Regions from separate parts of the Gossypium arboreum genome. Here region 1 is linked to region 2. The links are chromatin contacts, called in public Hi-C maps. All regions are on one chromosome and are shown on one strand. The core of a region is the stretch at or near the end of the contact, and the rest is flanking DNA. Distances in the headings are between cores, read along the strand shown. Region 1 has its middle 34 kb from the start of LOC108488813. Region 2 has its middle 31 kb from the start of LOC108489587.

Region 1 (3,091 bases), core at 543-3,042, 68 kb before region 2:
AGGAAGGTTTAGTGTACAAATATGTCAAAATGATTATGGAATTTTACTTTCCCAAACCCTCAAAAATCAAATGAAGTTAGTGGATATCTTGTAACATTTGTTGAAACAAATCAAATTAATTATTACTATCAATCAAATGTACCATCATCAATGACTAAATTATTTTTAGTATCACTTATCAATCTAACTTGGAATCAAGGGAGAAATAAAAAAGGTTTTTAAAACGAATTAGTTGAAAATTATTGACCTAGTAATCCTACATTAAAATTGATGTTAAAGGTTAAAATATAGTATTGGTATTTATACTTTGATAAAATTTGAGATTTAGTCCTTATGCTTAAAAAAATTAAAAAATTATTTTTTCGATTTAAAGATCTTAATCTACTCATTACCATTGTTAGTGTTTTTCATTAAACTTTGTCAATGTGACATATTGATTAGACTATCCTCCTTAGAACGTGATATATAATTGGTCAAAAAAATACTGATGGGTTAAAGATTGAATTAGGATTTTTAAATTGCAAAAGTAAAAAGATTTTTATTTCTAACTTCTTAACTTTTTAGATGTGGGGACTAAATTCGAGTACAAAGATTAATGACATATTTTTACATAAAAAAAATCAAATTGCATGTCCTTTTCCAGCAGCTTGGAGTTGAAGAAAGAGGAGCCATTAAATGTGGACTAGAGGGGTACTTGAGTTCCATCGTTTCTTAGCCATATCGCTAACCTTAGTCCATGCCCTAAACATCACAATCTTGAAGTTGCCTTTTATTTCTTCTTTTGTATGCTATATGCAGATAGTTACTGTAGTTACATCTCCATTATAAATCGTATGTCAACTTCATCCACCTTTTGTAATCATACAAGTAAAGTATTATCCTTTTTAGTTTTAAAATTGGATTATAATATTACCCCATGATAGGTCACCTCTTAGACATATGTCCTAAATGACCCAATGAAAATGAATGATCATTCCAATGGTGATATATTGTGGTCAATTTTCCACATGAAGACTTACCTTTATACTTTATGGACGGTTAACTAATAGATTCTCATATCTTGACTCACTTCTTTGAAATTTATTTGATTAGGGTTAAATGATGGTTTTATCTCTTTACTACATTTTTTAGAATATATTTGCGGTACAAATATATATTTTAAGTAATTATAACTTAAAATAAAATCAATACAAAATGCATTAAATAAAGAATAAGACAAAATTCATACATCGTGTATATATATAATATGATGAAGATCTATATATGAGAATTGCATATGATAAGACTTGAAATTTTGAATTTAATTATTCGCGCTAACAAAAAATCTTATGCCAATATCATATTTTAAACCCCAATTCTTGGTTAATTATTTGGTTTGAAATTTTAAATAAAATTATAAATCTATTCAATTTTTTTAATACCACGTCACTTTTTAATAATAAAATATTTCAAATGACAACTCATAAACTAAATGTACAAATTGAATACTAGTATATGAATTTGGCCAATGGAATGATAAAGGAAATCCAATAAGGAGTAAACATGTCGTTGTTAACTTGTACTTTGCCTACTCATAAAAATGGGGGAGGGATTAACTGTAAAGAGAAAGAAGTGTGTAGTCTCCACCTAGCTTCACATAATTGGATCTCTTCTCCAAATCTAAGTAAAGAAAATTGTTGGATTTGGGATGATCAAATGAAATGAGCCCCATCCCCTCTTCAAAGGTCACACCTACCCCTAAAAGTGGGGATTTGGTCCCCACTGTTACAATGTCTTAATGATACCCACACGTGTATGAACACCGCCACCGTCGACATAACACGTGGTGCCGCCACTTCATCCACCGTATCTGATCTCCCCCACCTGCAACAGTGTGAAACATCCCCTATATATTATTATTGATGACCAGCCGCTGCTTTTAAGTCTTTAATTAGCTTATATGGAAAAAATTTATTGTAGAGTTAGAAACCAACATAGTTACGTAATACTTAAAATAAAAAATGGGAAACACTGTACGGGGAACAAAGACGTTTTAGAATAGTGTTTAATATTGTTAAAATTGCTTAAAGCCATTTTATTAATGCAGGCGTGCATCGATGAGACGAGACATTGGTGCTCGTCTTTTCCTTTGCTGCTTTGGCGGCTTTTTTAGTTCCATTAATGTTTAGCTCAAAAAGATAATGAAAGCATGCACCCCTTACATCATTTTCTATTCTATTACTTACGATTTGTTTAATGCCTTGTTTATCACCTTCATTTACCCTTTCTTTTCCCACGAGATATGTGTGTTCCATTGCTATTTCTATTCTTTTTAGAAAAACCCCATAATATATTTAATCTCTGTGCTGTTGATTATATACATACTAGGTGAGAGGAAGTTCTCTTACTCTAACCTCACAACATATCATCAATTTATATACAAATAAGGGAGGTCAAGATCTCTGGCATGTTTTTTTCGTTAATTGGAATCTTAGAGAAACTCAAACCCTAAAATTTATTAAATTCCTAATAATTACTCAATCAATTGAAACGAATTTTATCAAATAAAATTTAAGTGAGGAGAGGCTAAATTCTAATTTAAAATCAATGCATACTATTAATCTTATAAGAGTTGAAAGTAAGACTTATAGATCAATTACCAAATTAGATTATTAGTGGAATTTGAATTCTTATGATGATCAAAATGTTAATAAATACTCAACTAAATAAATTGAAAATGGTTGTTGATAGCTTTGGCTACAATTGTGTTCTTTAATGGCAAACAAACTGGAAAGTAAGTTAATTATATAAATAACAACAATTTTCAACTATATATGGCTGCTTTCTAGATAGCTATAGTTATGCAAGATTGGGTTTTCTCCTTCACTTAAGGGTCTCTCAACTTATATACTTAATTAGCTAATATAATTATCTCTCTGATATAGATATTAATATGGTTAGAGATCCATTTTCTGAAACTTTTATGCCATTATATCTAACTATATTTTTCGACGACCAGCCTCCAAATTTTCCTACTGATTTATTTGCTGATTTGTACATCTGTTATCAAAGATACAATGGATTGATATAAATTTCAAAGCCTTAATTTTCA
Region 2 (3,040 bases), core at 159-2,658:
ATATATATATATTTTATTTTTGAGGATTATTTTGAAATTTATTTGTAGCATTTTAAAATTTTGGAAAATTTTAATTTCTTTTCATTTTCAATCAATATTTTAATTTTTAAACATATTTTTGTAAATTTATATGTTTTTATTTTTTATATTCTGAGTTATTGTTTATTGAAATTTTAGATTGATTTTATTTTATTTTATTTTTGTTTTAAAAATTTTAAAATTTGATTTCAAATATTGTATAATTTTTTAAAAAATTCAAAGAATGGCAATTAGACACAAGTCATGTATTAACAAAAATAGTTAATGTGATCCTTGATCGTTTTTATTTGCATTTGTTTTGAATAATTTTATTTTAGGTTTTAATCATATCTGTTCTTTTCGACATAATACTTAGAACTACTCATAACCCCTCTCCAACACAAAAATAGAAGTATAATACGCTTCAGCATACTCGAACCCACTTCCTCCTACATTAACAATAATATACATACAATTGAATTAAGACTCAATTATTTTTATTTATACCTTTTAGAAATAAGAAAACACCAAGAAAAACATTACATATTGGTCCAAATAACAACTTATATTTTAATCTATTTTGTACTTCAAGCTAATGATTTAGTAGTAAGCAACTAGAATATTATCTATTTTACACATATTGCATTAGGCTTTCTTTATATATTTAATTTTTCGAAAATCGATAAAGTTTTGATTAAATTAAAAATCGAATCAAATTTTAAGCTAGCAATTTTCATTTGCATGTGTAGTTGTTACACAATTTGGGTGATTTTCCATAATCCATATCAATAATTGGAGATGGTAGGATGAATGTCTAAGGAATTGAAGGTCCAATTTTATTGATATGAGCTATCAAGAAATTTAGGCCCATAATTGCAATTCTCCTCCCGAAACTTTCAAGTTGGATCACCAAAATCATTAGTATTCAATTGGTAATGGATGTTTTGAAGTTAGAGATAAGGGGCAACGGCCTTATCCCAACCCTGCCTCTCAATCTGACTCACATCTCATTACTTCCCTATTTATACGCCTCAAAACCACTTTTCTTATAGCCACAAAAAAAAATTAGCACAAACAGAAATAAAACAAGACTTGAAAGTGACACTTTCCTTTTCCCTTTTCTTTTGAGTTTTTGCATTACATTCTGTGGTTTTAATTTTGATTTTCTTCTCAAAAGCATGGATGATATTCATAGATGGATTTATTAGTAATGGTAATGACGTGGATGATATGTTAGTATTTAATGATATAATTTGGGTTACGTCAGATTTTAATGTGAATATCGATACAATGGTCAAAATGTTACAAATTGATAACATTGTTAATAAACCTCAGTTTGCATTGCCTCTGGACTAATGATTCTTTCCTTTTTTGAGCCCCGGTGTGCTGCTCTTTCAAGCCGAAAGGAGATATTCTACGAGTCGCCGACCTTGAACCTTCGGAGAATTTTCCCGAAAAAGATCCAAAAGTAACTTCTGGGCGTTTTGATGCTATTACTTAGGCTACTGCTATTCATTTTTTATTGTCAACTTCTAGGATAGACGAAAGATTCTCAAGTAGGTTCAAATCCTACTTGGGGAGCTTCCCTTAACATTACTACTCGGCGAAAGAATAAAAGGGGAATTGATTCGTAACACGAATCGCCGGATGTGATTCGATAGATAAAAATGTAACAAATTAAAGTTCGTGACGAAAATGTAATTTAAACAATACATAAGTAATTATTTTTATAATTAATCTAATTTTTTACATAAAATTTTGAAAATAACAAAATTTAACCTGATAAATTTAATAGGAATCAAATTTCAAAATTCTAAAAATATAAACTCTAAATATAAATAAATTAGAATATAAAAAGTTAAATTAATAATTTACCCCTAATATAACAACTAATAACTTGACCAAAATAAAATGGAAATGTCTTTAACAAAAGACAAATGACTTTCAGCGGAGCGTGTGGACCACTTCTCACACGTTTTGTGCGTGCGAGATCCGTCCAACAGTACACGAGTAGAAAAAACCGCGGAGATATAAGACATTGCTTCCTCACGTGCCTAAAAAGAAAACAGAGGCAACCAAAACAATTTCTTTCTTCAAAATATCGCCACTTGGTGTCTCTGATATTATAGTTTTTAATAGATCTTTCATCACAAGTATCCACAAATTTATTTTTAGAAGATATTTCGACATTCACAAATACTAGAGTTTCTTTATATTTTTTGAATGGTTTAGGTATATCATAATCTGATATATTTTTCATAATCTTATAACTTTTAAATTTTAAAATTTAAGTCTAACTATTAACACTGTTAAAATTATTTGTGAACTTTAGGTTCATTACAATGTTATTTTGTAGTTACAGTATTACCAAGTGAATTTTTTTTTATTTCAAAATGTTATGTCAACTAATTTAGCAAAAAAAAAAACAGTATTAATAAATTGACCTGAATTTTGAAATCTAAACAAGTAGAGGACTTAAATTCTTAGAAATAAAAGTACAATGCTCAATTTGTGAAGAGTATAGAGACCTATTGCATATTTTAACCTTGTTGAATCATATATGCAGAATCTGTCGAAACCAATTTTTTTAGATCGACTTTGTTTTTTTTTAAAAAAAATGAAAATAGGAGTCGCCACCAATTATTTTTTATGAAGTGTGATCAAGTCACCTCATAATTTGATTGTTTTAATAAAATATTTGATTTAATAAAACAATGATTTTTGGTATACAAAATCCAAAAAATAGGTTCGGGAGTCAGTTACGCACGAGGAAGGGTTAGCACCCTCGTTACGCCCAAAATTGGTACCTAATTAATTACTTGATGTCTTTAGTGTCAAGAAACTAAAAATTTGAAAAGAGTTTAAAACACGACCTCGCTTTGCATAATATTATTTTTAATCAAAACGTATGTCAAAAGGGCCTTTATTCTCAAGGTAACAAAAGGTCACATCCCATAAATTAGGACACGATATCTTGAATCCTCGAAAATAAGCTCGCTTTTTATTTTATTATTTAAATAAA

The links. Hi-C and Micro-C count contacts between places; a contact is called where the count stands out from the background.
Region 1: a Hi-C map of leaf shows a contact between it and region 2, with 2.1 times the contacts expected there. The contact joins two enhancer-like sites. A contact is called at or near these places in 2 of 5 Hi-C or Micro-C datasets (both in leaf).

The regions. Positions count from the first base shown.
Region 1 is chr10:112,027,787-112,030,877 of ASM2569848v2, reverse strand. No RefSeq gene overlaps it. Among protein-coding and RNA genes, the nearest start is that of LOC108488813, 34 kb to the right of the region's middle. Within about 2 kb of position 1,792, at least 1 of the 2 cell types and tissues checked has an H3K27ac peak or open chromatin away from gene starts, as enhancers often do. A contact at or near this core is called in leaf, where this site is marked.
Region 2 is chr10:111,959,324-111,962,363 of ASM2569848v2, reverse strand. No RefSeq gene overlaps it. Among protein-coding and RNA genes, the nearest start is that of LOC108489587, 31 kb to the right of the region's middle. Within about 2 kb of position 1,408, at least 2 of the 2 cell types and tissues checked have an H3K27ac peak or open chromatin away from gene starts, as enhancers often do. A contact at or near this core is called in leaf, where this site is marked.